Regions from separate parts of the Podarcis muralis genome. Here region 2 is linked to region 1. A link is a contact called in public Hi-C data. All regions are on one chromosome and are shown on one strand. The core of a region is the stretch at or near the end of the contact, and the rest is flanking DNA. Distances in the headings are between cores, read along the strand shown. Region 1 holds the start of BOD1 (biorientation of chromosomes in cell division 1). Region 2 holds the start of C2H5orf47 (chromosome 2 C5orf47 homolog).

Region 1 (5,109 bases), core at 2,297-4,796:
TGAGGTGGTCCTTAAAAAATGTTTGGAAGCTTTAGCAAGTACAAAAGGTAGTAACCACGTTACTGGAAGACACTGGCTTTTGATTTCTTTCCAGGAACAATTTAAGGTGTTGGTGATTACCAATAAATTCCTAAATAATTTGAGGCGAGGCAATTCAAAGGACCATCTTCCACCAGAGTCTGCCTGCTGTTTTATGACTGTCAGAGACCTTGCGCTCCTTGCTTTCAGAGGTACAGATGGTTGGCAGGAAAGGCTTTTCCAATAATTGTATGAAGTCACAGCTTCTGCTAACCTAGCAGTTCAAAAGCACGCCAGTGCAAGTAGATAAATAGGCACTGCTGCAACGGGAAAGTAAACAACATTTCCGTGCGCTTTGGTTTCCGTCACGGTCCTCTGTGTGCAAGTAGCGGTTTAGTCATGCTGACCACATGACCCGAAAGCTGTCTGTGTGCAAATGCCAACTCCCTTGGCCTGAAAAGCAAGATGAGCGCCACATCCCATAGTTGCCTTTGACTGGACCTGGACCATCCAGGAGTCCTTTACCTTATTTCACCAGGCATTGGGGATCATTTTAACTTTGAATTCTGCTGATTTTCAGTACTGCTTTAGTTTTTAACTTAGTTCTTTTTAATTTTATTGTGCTATTACTATGATTTATATCTGTATTTGTTTTAAATTTATTTTGTACGCCACCATGCGGCCTCTTGTAGCCAAAAGGGAAGCTACAAGTCTTCTAAATAACTAATCTGCCATAATGCAGATTAATAAATTAAGGCTGCAACCCTATGCACACATATATGGAAAAAAGCATCTCTGCATACAATGGGACTGACTTCCAAGCAACTTCATGGAAGTACTCCGTAAAGCTTGCAAGTCATCTCCCGCTCTCATTCTAAGCACATTTCAATAACCATTTCTTGAATCCTATCACTATCAGTCAGGAACACAGCAGCTTATTATATAAAATTAAAATTATGTACATTGAACATACAGCTAACCCAGCCTGGCCTTCAACAAAATTAGGGAAGAACGTGTTTGCAAAGAACACGTTGTGTTTAGTGAACTGGATTAGTTATACTACAGCAATAGTTCAAGGAGCAAAACACTACTTCACTCTGTTGGACAGCACCCCAACCCCAGTGACATTAAGCTCATCATGCTACTGTATCTCACGCTGGAAGTTGCTAAAAGCAAACAGAACTAAGACTGCAAGTTCATCAGATGCTCTTTCCCTCTTAAAGCTGTGGATGCGTGCAGATCTCCATTAGACAGCCACAAGTGACACTCCTGAAGAAACATGGTGTTGATTAGCAATGACATTTTGAGTAATTTCAATGGATGGAGAGCCACAATCTACCAGAAGTGTTTCTTAGACAATCCCATCAAAATTTAGGGGTCTTGTGCAAATGTAGAAGGTTACCTTCATGAGTTAAAAAACAATTCATTATTGTCACATATTTTAGCAGCTTTTACTTACTGAATAACGCTCTGCCTCAAGCCATTCCGCAACTGGTTTTTGTTCATTGCTGGGTTCCATTCCTGCTTATCCAGGTGGGTAGACACAAAGTTGTCCACTTTCTGTCTCAAATTCTGGTAGGCTGGCTAAACAAAATAGCTCAATTAATATAATCCTGAAGTGTTTCTTTCAAAATCCACACAGACCACTGACACCACACTGAAACACACTTGTTTATTTACCCTACAATTAAATTTCAACAGGATTGGCGTCATTTGCCTTTAGCAGGTTTGTTTTTACCTATGAAAAACCAAATTATGAATGTAGCCATGAAAAATTACATGAGCACACACACCGCAGAATAAGTATACTACAGCTGGAGTTGAAGAAGATTCCAACACCTCCTGAGTTGGTCCATTCAACTGTTAAACAGTTCTTACAGATAGAAAGTCCATCCTAATGTTTAGTTGGAATATCCTAAACTGATTTTTCCATAATCAACTAGCTCTGTCATTCAAATCCTGGAATAAAATTCCAGCTAGACTCCAATCAAGTGTCTGCGAGGCCATGGTAAAATTCAGTTGTTGTGGGTTACACACCTAAATACCCAGTTCAATGAGATTCAGCCAATATCTATGTACCTGCATCCCCCAGAAAATCTTGATGGATTACAGGACCAACATACCCTCCTCCTACTCCTTTATAAGGCTTAGACAGACTATCATTTATGCCTATTTACACGTAGGCCACTGAATGTAGTGGGGTTAACTTCCAAAACACAAAGGAATAAAACCATGTTGTTGATGTGGACACCACTATATGATGCTTGTCTGCTCAATGTTCAAAGAAGGCTGCCTTATGCCAAGTTGAGACTAGTGGTCTACCTAGCTCAGTATTGTCCACACGGATTGGCAACGGCTCTCCAGCATTTCAGAGAGGAACCATTCCCAACCCTACCTGGAAATGCCAGGGATTAAACCTTCTGCCTGCAAATCAGATGCTCTAGTTCTACCACTAAGTTATAGTCCTTTCAGTGGTAACATGGACTGGAATGTATTTATTTTGGTTTATTTTACTCTTTTTGAGAGTTGCCTAATGATAACAATAAAGCACCCCCCCCCCCAGGAAACATATACAGGAAGTTATAAGCCAAAGACAAGCTACAAAGATGCTCCAAAACCTCTGTGACCCCATAAGAATGTTAACATGGGTGTATCTTGTACTCCGACTTGCACAAAACACAAAAACAAGAGTGCAAGCCATGTGACCACCAAAGGAAAATAAATGTTTTGTCTGGGGTTGTGTATACCTTTCCCAGAATAGACCACACCACAAGAGCCAGCAAAGCTCCCCCACCTCAGGGAGTTTGGATCAGAGGGGATACAGTGCAGGCTATGAGATGGTTTTCCTGCGAACTCGTGTGTCGGCTTCCCCCAGCCGAAGAGGCAGGGAAGCCGGGCGACTGCAACTCTCGCCATCCCTGACAGCTGACCCCGTTGGCTGGGGCGAGTGCCTCCATAACGGGGCTGGGGGGGGGGGGGACTAGGGAGAAGAGAGGATAAGGGAATAAAAAGAAAAGTCCCTGTAATCCTGGCAATCCTTAGCCGAGGCCTCCCCTTACGATCCTGCAGAGAGACCCTCCGCGGGGCTGCTACGGGGAGGGGCGCTTACCTTGGTGTCGACGTCGGCCAGGCAGTCCCTGCGGAAGGCGTCGAAGAGGCCGCGGCTCTTGAGCTGCCCCACGATGAGGGCGATGAGCTGCGCGTCGCCAGGGGGCAGCGAGGCCGGGTCCGTCGCTCCAGGCCCCGACGAGCTCCCGCCGCCTCCGCCCGTGCCGGAGGACGCCCCGCCCGGCTCCGCCATCCCCCCGCCCGGCCCTCGCAGCGCCGCCCGACGGGCCGCCGGAACAGCAGCGCCGCCGCCGCCGCCCTCGCTCCCGCCAGGTGCTGCTGCTGCTGCAGGGGCGATGGTGGCAACGCCGCCGCCGCCGCCGCGGCACCCTCTACTGATCGCGCCGCGGCAGCTGTTGGTGACGTTGCCGTCGCGGAGCATTTGCGTCATGCCTTCCCGCTGCATGCCGGGAATCAGAGGCCTCCTTTCTCGGGGCTAGGAGGACGCAGACTCCCAGGAGGCTTTTATCGCGATAGCCATCTGGCAGGCTCCGTTGGGACGCGCTGACAGCTGCCCCAGCTGCAAAAGCCTGCAGAATTTGTGGATTGGTTGGCGCGGAGTCATCGCGCTCCGCCAATATTCAAGTCCGGGTGGGGTTCTAGATGAGCTATGGGAAGGGCAACGGGGATAAGGAAAGCAGCCCTGAATGCTGTAATTGTTGCAGAGCGACGGGAGCGACCCCCCAAGTCCTGGGGCGGCCAGAAAAGACGGGGCTGTGCACTCCCTCCTCGACCCCCGGCCTCATGTGCCCGCACTGCTCGTTTAGCAGGAGGATTTTCTGGTTGTCAGTCCCTTGCTCATAGGGTTGCCATATGCCCTCTTTTTTTCCAGGACACGTCCTCTTTCTCATGGGGATGTAAAATGAGAGTCGACATAGCGATCCATAGTTAAAAGTAGAAGTCGGCAAATGTGTCCTCTTTTTTGCTCTTCAAAATAATGGCAACCCTACATCACAGTACCCATTTTGGGGATGCCTTGTTACACTTCCGTTAGTGTGGGTTACTGAAATGCTCCATTCTGAACAACTGTTCAAGGTGGGGGAACCTCTTTTTCACTTGGCATCCCTCTGAAAGATAAATCCCTTGAGTTGGGGGTATTCGTGTGTGTACAGTACATCTTTGTCCCTAGCACTCTCATCCACGCATATGCCCACAAACGTTGCATATGTGCTGTTAGGGTATGCAACCCTACAATCATAAACATGCTTGCTCAGAAGTAAGCCCTGTGGAACTTCCTGTTGCACCAGGGGCCCTGTCTCTAGTCTAGACACCTGGTGGAGAGGTCAGATGTTTGGTGGGGGATTGTGGATGGTCAGTGGTGAGGCAAATGCGCTCCATATACATTTTGAGGCAGTATCTTGTTACTGGCATGCACGTACCAAAGCTGAGCTCTGCAATTCAAAACATTTCCAGTTCTGAGACTTGGTGAGTCAGAATGAAACTTAGTCCAACATCAAGCGTCCTAATCATTTCCAATGATGTCCCAGAATGACACTGCGTCAGGTGTTCCGGGGCATTGTGGGGAACTGAAATGGGAGCCCCGCCTGGGCTTGGAGCTGACTTAAAGTGTTCTCCAACATTTCAGATGGAAACAGGGATACATGTAACCCCCATTTTTTGTAGGAAAGTAAGACTACCTGAGCCCCTCATTTAACACTTGTTGAAGGCTCTCCTCTACCTGCTATATTCATTTACTCTGCAATAGCTTGTCTCAGCAATTGTAGCGTGTGTGAACCAGCAGGCTGGGCCAGAGTGGTGTAGTAGTTGGAGTGTTGGACTAAGACCTAAGAAATAGGGGTCCAAGTTTTTAGTCTGCTATTATGCTCAGTGACCAATTATGGGCCAGTAACTATCTATCAGTTTAACCTACTTCACAGGGTGTGTGTTTTTTTTTGCAAGGATAAAAGTGTGGGAGAGGGCACCATGTACACCAAGCTAAGTTATTTCACAGAAAGGTGGGGTATATATCATAAATGTTCCTAA
Region 2 (5,009 bases), core at 1,048-3,547, 200 kb after region 1:
AAGCAGATGCTAACATTTGCAGTGCTTTTCACATTCTACACTAACTCATCTGATACCACCCCCTTTTCTCATTCTATTGGTTCCAGTTGTAGGGTGCAGCTTGACAGAAACCTTCTTTCTGCCATTAATTGTCAAGGCACAATCTCTCTGTAAATCATTTCCAAGCTCTTTAAGAAAGGCTTTACAAAGTCTACTGCTGACTTGACCCCACACCCAGGCCAATGCTCATTTTCCAGCTGATTTGTTTCTTGTCCCACACATTTTGCCTACCTAACGTACACTCTGAACCCTCCAGGATGCTGTTGTCAGCACAGTTCTTAGTGCATACCGTATGCTTGGCATTAAGCACTGTAGTGGCCAAGCAGTATCAGTCTTGTAAAATGTAAAATATTAGGTAACTTTATTTTCCTCTGAGGGGGCTAAAAGGGTGTGACTAATGTGAAATTTGATTCAGTGGCCAGTTACTGGAGGCAAGAGCACTTGGAATGCAGAAGTCAACCAGGACTATAGTTTCTAGGATTGTGGTACCTTTTCCATTCATTCAGTATAATAGTTAATAAAATAACATCCTGTAATCAGACTCACTGGCGTCTTCTCACCGGAGTGCTAAGTTTGTATTGCATAAGAGAAAATATGGGCAACTGGTTTCTTCTCTCACTTGAGCTGAATTTTCATTTTGTTAATGTGCAGGCCAGTTTGCACGTCCTACCTGTTTTGTATCACATACATTTTCCTTGGAATGGCTGTTTTGAACATACTTAAAAATACTGAGAAGTAATTTTATTCTCATTCATTCATTGGTCATTATTTTCTTTTTATGGGCTCTCATTTTTGTTGAATAAGTATCTTGAGATTGTGATAGGCCTTCCTTGCTCTGTGGGGAAGCAAATTATCTATCACTCATGGCAAACCATTTTGCTTTGTGTCTGCAAGTTGTGCTTATGCCAGCATGACATTTTACCTGCAACATAAAAATACACTACTGTTCTGGAATACCTAAGGGATGGGCTTGTTACAATAATCCCCACTGTCTCACCAGACTCTCTCTCTCTCTCTCTCTCTCTCTCTCTCTCTCTCTCTCTCTCTCTCTCTCTCTCCTCTATCTTTGTGTATATGTGTTTTGATAGCTAAGCCTGCCATCTTATGGTTTGTCTCTGAACAACAGTTTGCATCCTTTAATGGAGTTGCATTTGTTATAGTGAAAACTCCACTGTATTTAAAGGAGGTCTTTAACCTGAAGAAAACCTCACACAAATATATGCAGATGCTGTAATTTTAAAAACAGTTAAATAAATAAGACATACCCCTAGTTCCAGGAAATGTTGTGATAGAGCCCATTATCACCTCGTGAAATGCTCCATGTGAAAAGCAATAAATATGGCTTTACAAATAGTCAAAATTGCTTAGCTGAATTCACTGCTGTAAAACGCTACCTTTTACCCAACTGCTGGCACATTTCCCCACCTTGCTCCTTTTTTACTGTCTTTCTCGGAGTACCTTTCTGTAGCCAGTGCAAGACTGACACAAAATCCAGATGAAATACTGCATAGTATTTCATTTTATTTCTTGCATAGTGAGTATTAAGGAGATGTCTGATGACTTGTGCATTACAAGCACACAATTTGTAGAAGACAGCAAACTGCAATGTGCTCAAGCAAGAATGTTTTCCGTGTGATTATTAACCGGCCTCCTCCCACCAGTCTTTTGTGGCAATTTAATAGTCATGTTGTGATTCCTCTGTGGCTCAGTGCAATGATCATTCCATTCCTGGTAATCCTCAATCATCATGTGCTTGAAGGGCAAACTAGACAGTTATAGAGAGCTGCATATAACCCTCTGCAGTTCTGGGCCCTTCACAAATCATATGGTCTCAGTACCCTGGCTGATTCTAAAGCTCACAGGCAGCAGCTTCATTAGAGTAGGGAAACTAACATGGCAGTGCAACCCTGTTAGTTGGTAGAGTGGGCGTGAATGAGAAGACTGCAGTTATGCTTCTGCAAGGAAGATGTGGGTTTTTTTTTAAATAGTGGGATGTTCTATATAGAAAGTTTGTTTGAAGCAGTGTATGTGAAGCCCCTGTCTGACATGTGGGTTTGGTGAATTATGTAATCTCTGGAGAATGAGATCCTATTTGTGTCAGGCCCCTCCTGCTTCTGCAGCAGCCATTACAGGTCCATTACTGAGGCCCAGCTCCGAGGGCCTTCTGGTGGTTCCCTCACTGTGAAATGTGAGGTTACAGGGAACCAGGCAGAGGACCTACCTTCTCGGTGGTGGAGCCTGCCCTGTTGAACGCCCTCCCATCAGATGTCAAGGAAATAAACTTTTGTCATTTTCATTTCCAGATGTCAAAGAAATCTGAATTTTAGAAGATACCCGAAGGCAGCCCTGATTCCCAGTGCCAACCTGTCTCCTCTTTCCTGTAATAAATCTTAGCCCCCTGAGCACCTACAGAGGTGCTAAGGTGATTCTTATGCTGTCGTTTGCAAATTGTGCTTACCATATGGGACTGGTAAGAAAAGCAAAAGAGAAACACATTTACTGCAGTCTGGATGCTTCTACTCTAATGGACTTGGTGCAGAGCCTCCATGTTGCTCGCTCAGATAGCTTCTTCTTGACACCCTGGCTGTCAGATGATGATGAGCTAAATATAAATACACGCTTTCTTCACTGCAAGAAGCTGGAATATTTTGACGTTCAATCCCCTCCATGGAAACAAGTTGCTTACTCACTGCTGCTGCTGCAGTATGAGTCACCCAGGAATATTCTTAGCACAGCCAGATGACAATGGGCTCCCAACAGCCAACCATCCCTGCCAGCTAGCCGGCCCAGTGGCAAGGCATGATGGGAGTTGTAGTCCAAAAATCTTTGGAGGCCAGCTTGGGAAAAGCTGTCTTTAATATGAATATGTGTGTTCTCATTTTGTGCTCCTCGACCCCAACGCTTAAGGCTGTGCAGTTTTCAGGAAACACCCCCCCTCCATTCCAGACACATTCCCCCACCCTCAAAGAATTCTGGGCAATGTAGTTTTCCCTTCACATAGTTACTCTTCCCAACAACCCTGCACAAACCAAAGGGCCCAGGATTCTCTGAGGGGACAGTGCCGGCGCCCCGCTGCTCCTCATTGGCTCACCCCACAACTCCTCCCCCTTTGTATTCCTGACAGGAGAAAGCCCCTTATCCGAGGCTCCGCTTCCCTCGGGATGAAGGCCAGCTCTGGCCTAGGAAGGGGCAGGTCGCGGCGGGTGGTTTATGTGAACAGTTTCGGCAGCCACCGCTGCGGCAACGTGATTCGTTATGGCGGCGGCGGCGGCCACCTGAGGGACCCGGAGGCCTCCAGCCTCTCGGGCGCGTCTCCCGCTGCCGCGCTCTCGGGCAGAAGAGGCTCTCGGGGTGCAGCCGGTCCTCCCTCCGGGGAACGAGGGAGCCCCTGCTTGGGGCTGAAAGCCCCTGGCGAGGCGAGAACGAAGGGGGTCGGGACAGGCTGGGAGGAAGGAGGCGAGGCGAAGAGGCCCAGAGCCGAGAGGCTGCTTGGGGTCAAGCCACCGGCGTCGCCACGCGAAGGGCGGAGCAGCAAGGCGGCGGCTGTCAACTCCACAGGCTCCGACGGCCAGGAAGAAGCGGGTACGAGCAGAGCGCAGGGCAGGAGGCCGCGTGTCCTCGCCGGTATCGTCTCGTGGTGTTAATGGCGAGGATTGGCAATCAGTGCCGGATTTACGTATAAGCTAAACAAGCTATAGTTTACAGCCCCACTCTCTTGCCCCTCCCCCTAATTTCACTATTAATATACGTCTTAATTATATTTCAGTTCAACAATTGCTTTGATAAAATACATATTTTGTTATGGGCAAATGGCTTTAGATACCTAGTAAAGGTAAAGGGACCCCTGACCATTAGGTCCAGTCGTGACCGACTCTGCGGTTGCGGCGCTCATCTCGCTTTATTGGCGAGGGAGCCGGCGTACAGCTTCCGGGTCATGTGGCCAGCATGACTAAGCCGCTTCTGGCGAACCAGAGCAGCGCACGGAAACGCCGTTTACCTTCCCTCCGGAGCGGTACCTATTTATCTACTTGCACTTTGACGTGCTTTCGAACTGCTAGGTTGGCAGGAGCTGGGACCGAGCAACGGGAGCTCACCCCGTCACAGGGATTCGAACCGCCGACCTTCTGATCGGCAAGTCCTAGGCTCTGTGGTTTAACCCACAGTGCCACCCGCGTCCCTAGATACCTATTAGGTGCATAAATTACCATATAGCATATATTCAACACAAAAAACAGCGACAATTTGTAGTTGACAAAGGACAGCTGGACATATAAAGGACCCCATTACCTTCAGTAGCTTAGGGCCTCATCAAACCTAAATCTGGCCCTGTTTACAATACTTGCATATCCCCTCTCATGGTGGTTCTGCCTTTGGTGGTGAGGGTCTCGTAATAATCCGGATGAAGGAACTGGTGGGCGGAATCATTTCTTGTCCATTTTGAATGTGGGATTTCCCCTTGCATAGGATTGTGCTCCCTTGAGGAGTGGGAAATAGTTCTGCTGACTAAGAAGCTCGGCCTGCCTTTTCATCTAACAGCTTGCAATACCAAGCCTTGCCCCGTTAAAATAAATAGACAGCAACCTCTTGGCCCTCAGGATTTTTTCTTTTTTAAAAAAGTTTCTTCATGTGTCAATGCAAGACTGGTTGCCAGTTTGTTGCCAGGCCCGATTCAAGACGCATTTAAACACATCAGTGTCTAAATGACTTTGGCCCCAAATATCCAAAAGAACGCCCCATTCCTGCCAACCTGGGTTGTTAAGATCTGCAGAGGGGGCTCCTTTGGTAGTTTTACTAGCCTGTGGGTAACGAGCTTTCTCTGTGACAGTCCCTAACTTGTGGAACTCACTGCAGAGGTTTTTCTCCAACATCTTCATTTTACAGCTATGAAGCGTTCTCTGTATGCTGAAGATCCATCCCCTACTCTGGCCTTTGACAGGTTTTTTTTTTTTGTGTGGCGCGTGGATCTGGCT

Evidence for each region. A called contact is a pair of places that touch in the nucleus more often than the background predicts.
Region 2: a contact with region 1 is called in a Hi-C map of tail, with 5 times the contacts expected there. The contact joins the promoter of C2H5orf47 here to the promoter of BOD1 in region 1. A contact is called at or near these places in 3 of 3 Hi-C or Micro-C datasets (blood, tail and an unstated tissue).

The regions. Positions count from the first base shown.
Region 1 is chr2:51,873,286-51,878,394 of rPodMur119.hap1.1, forward strand. BOD1 (biorientation of chromosomes in cell division 1) reads right to left here and starts at 3,547. Exons shown (of 4, transcript XM_028717790.2): 1 at 3,128-3,547; 2 at 1,478-1,602. The coding sequence starts at 3,532.
Region 2 is chr2:52,077,923-52,082,931 of rPodMur119.hap1.1, forward strand. It overlaps C2H5orf47 (chromosome 2 C5orf47 homolog), which reads left to right and starts at 2,298. Exons shown (of 6, transcript XR_013391902.1): 1 at 2,298-3,663.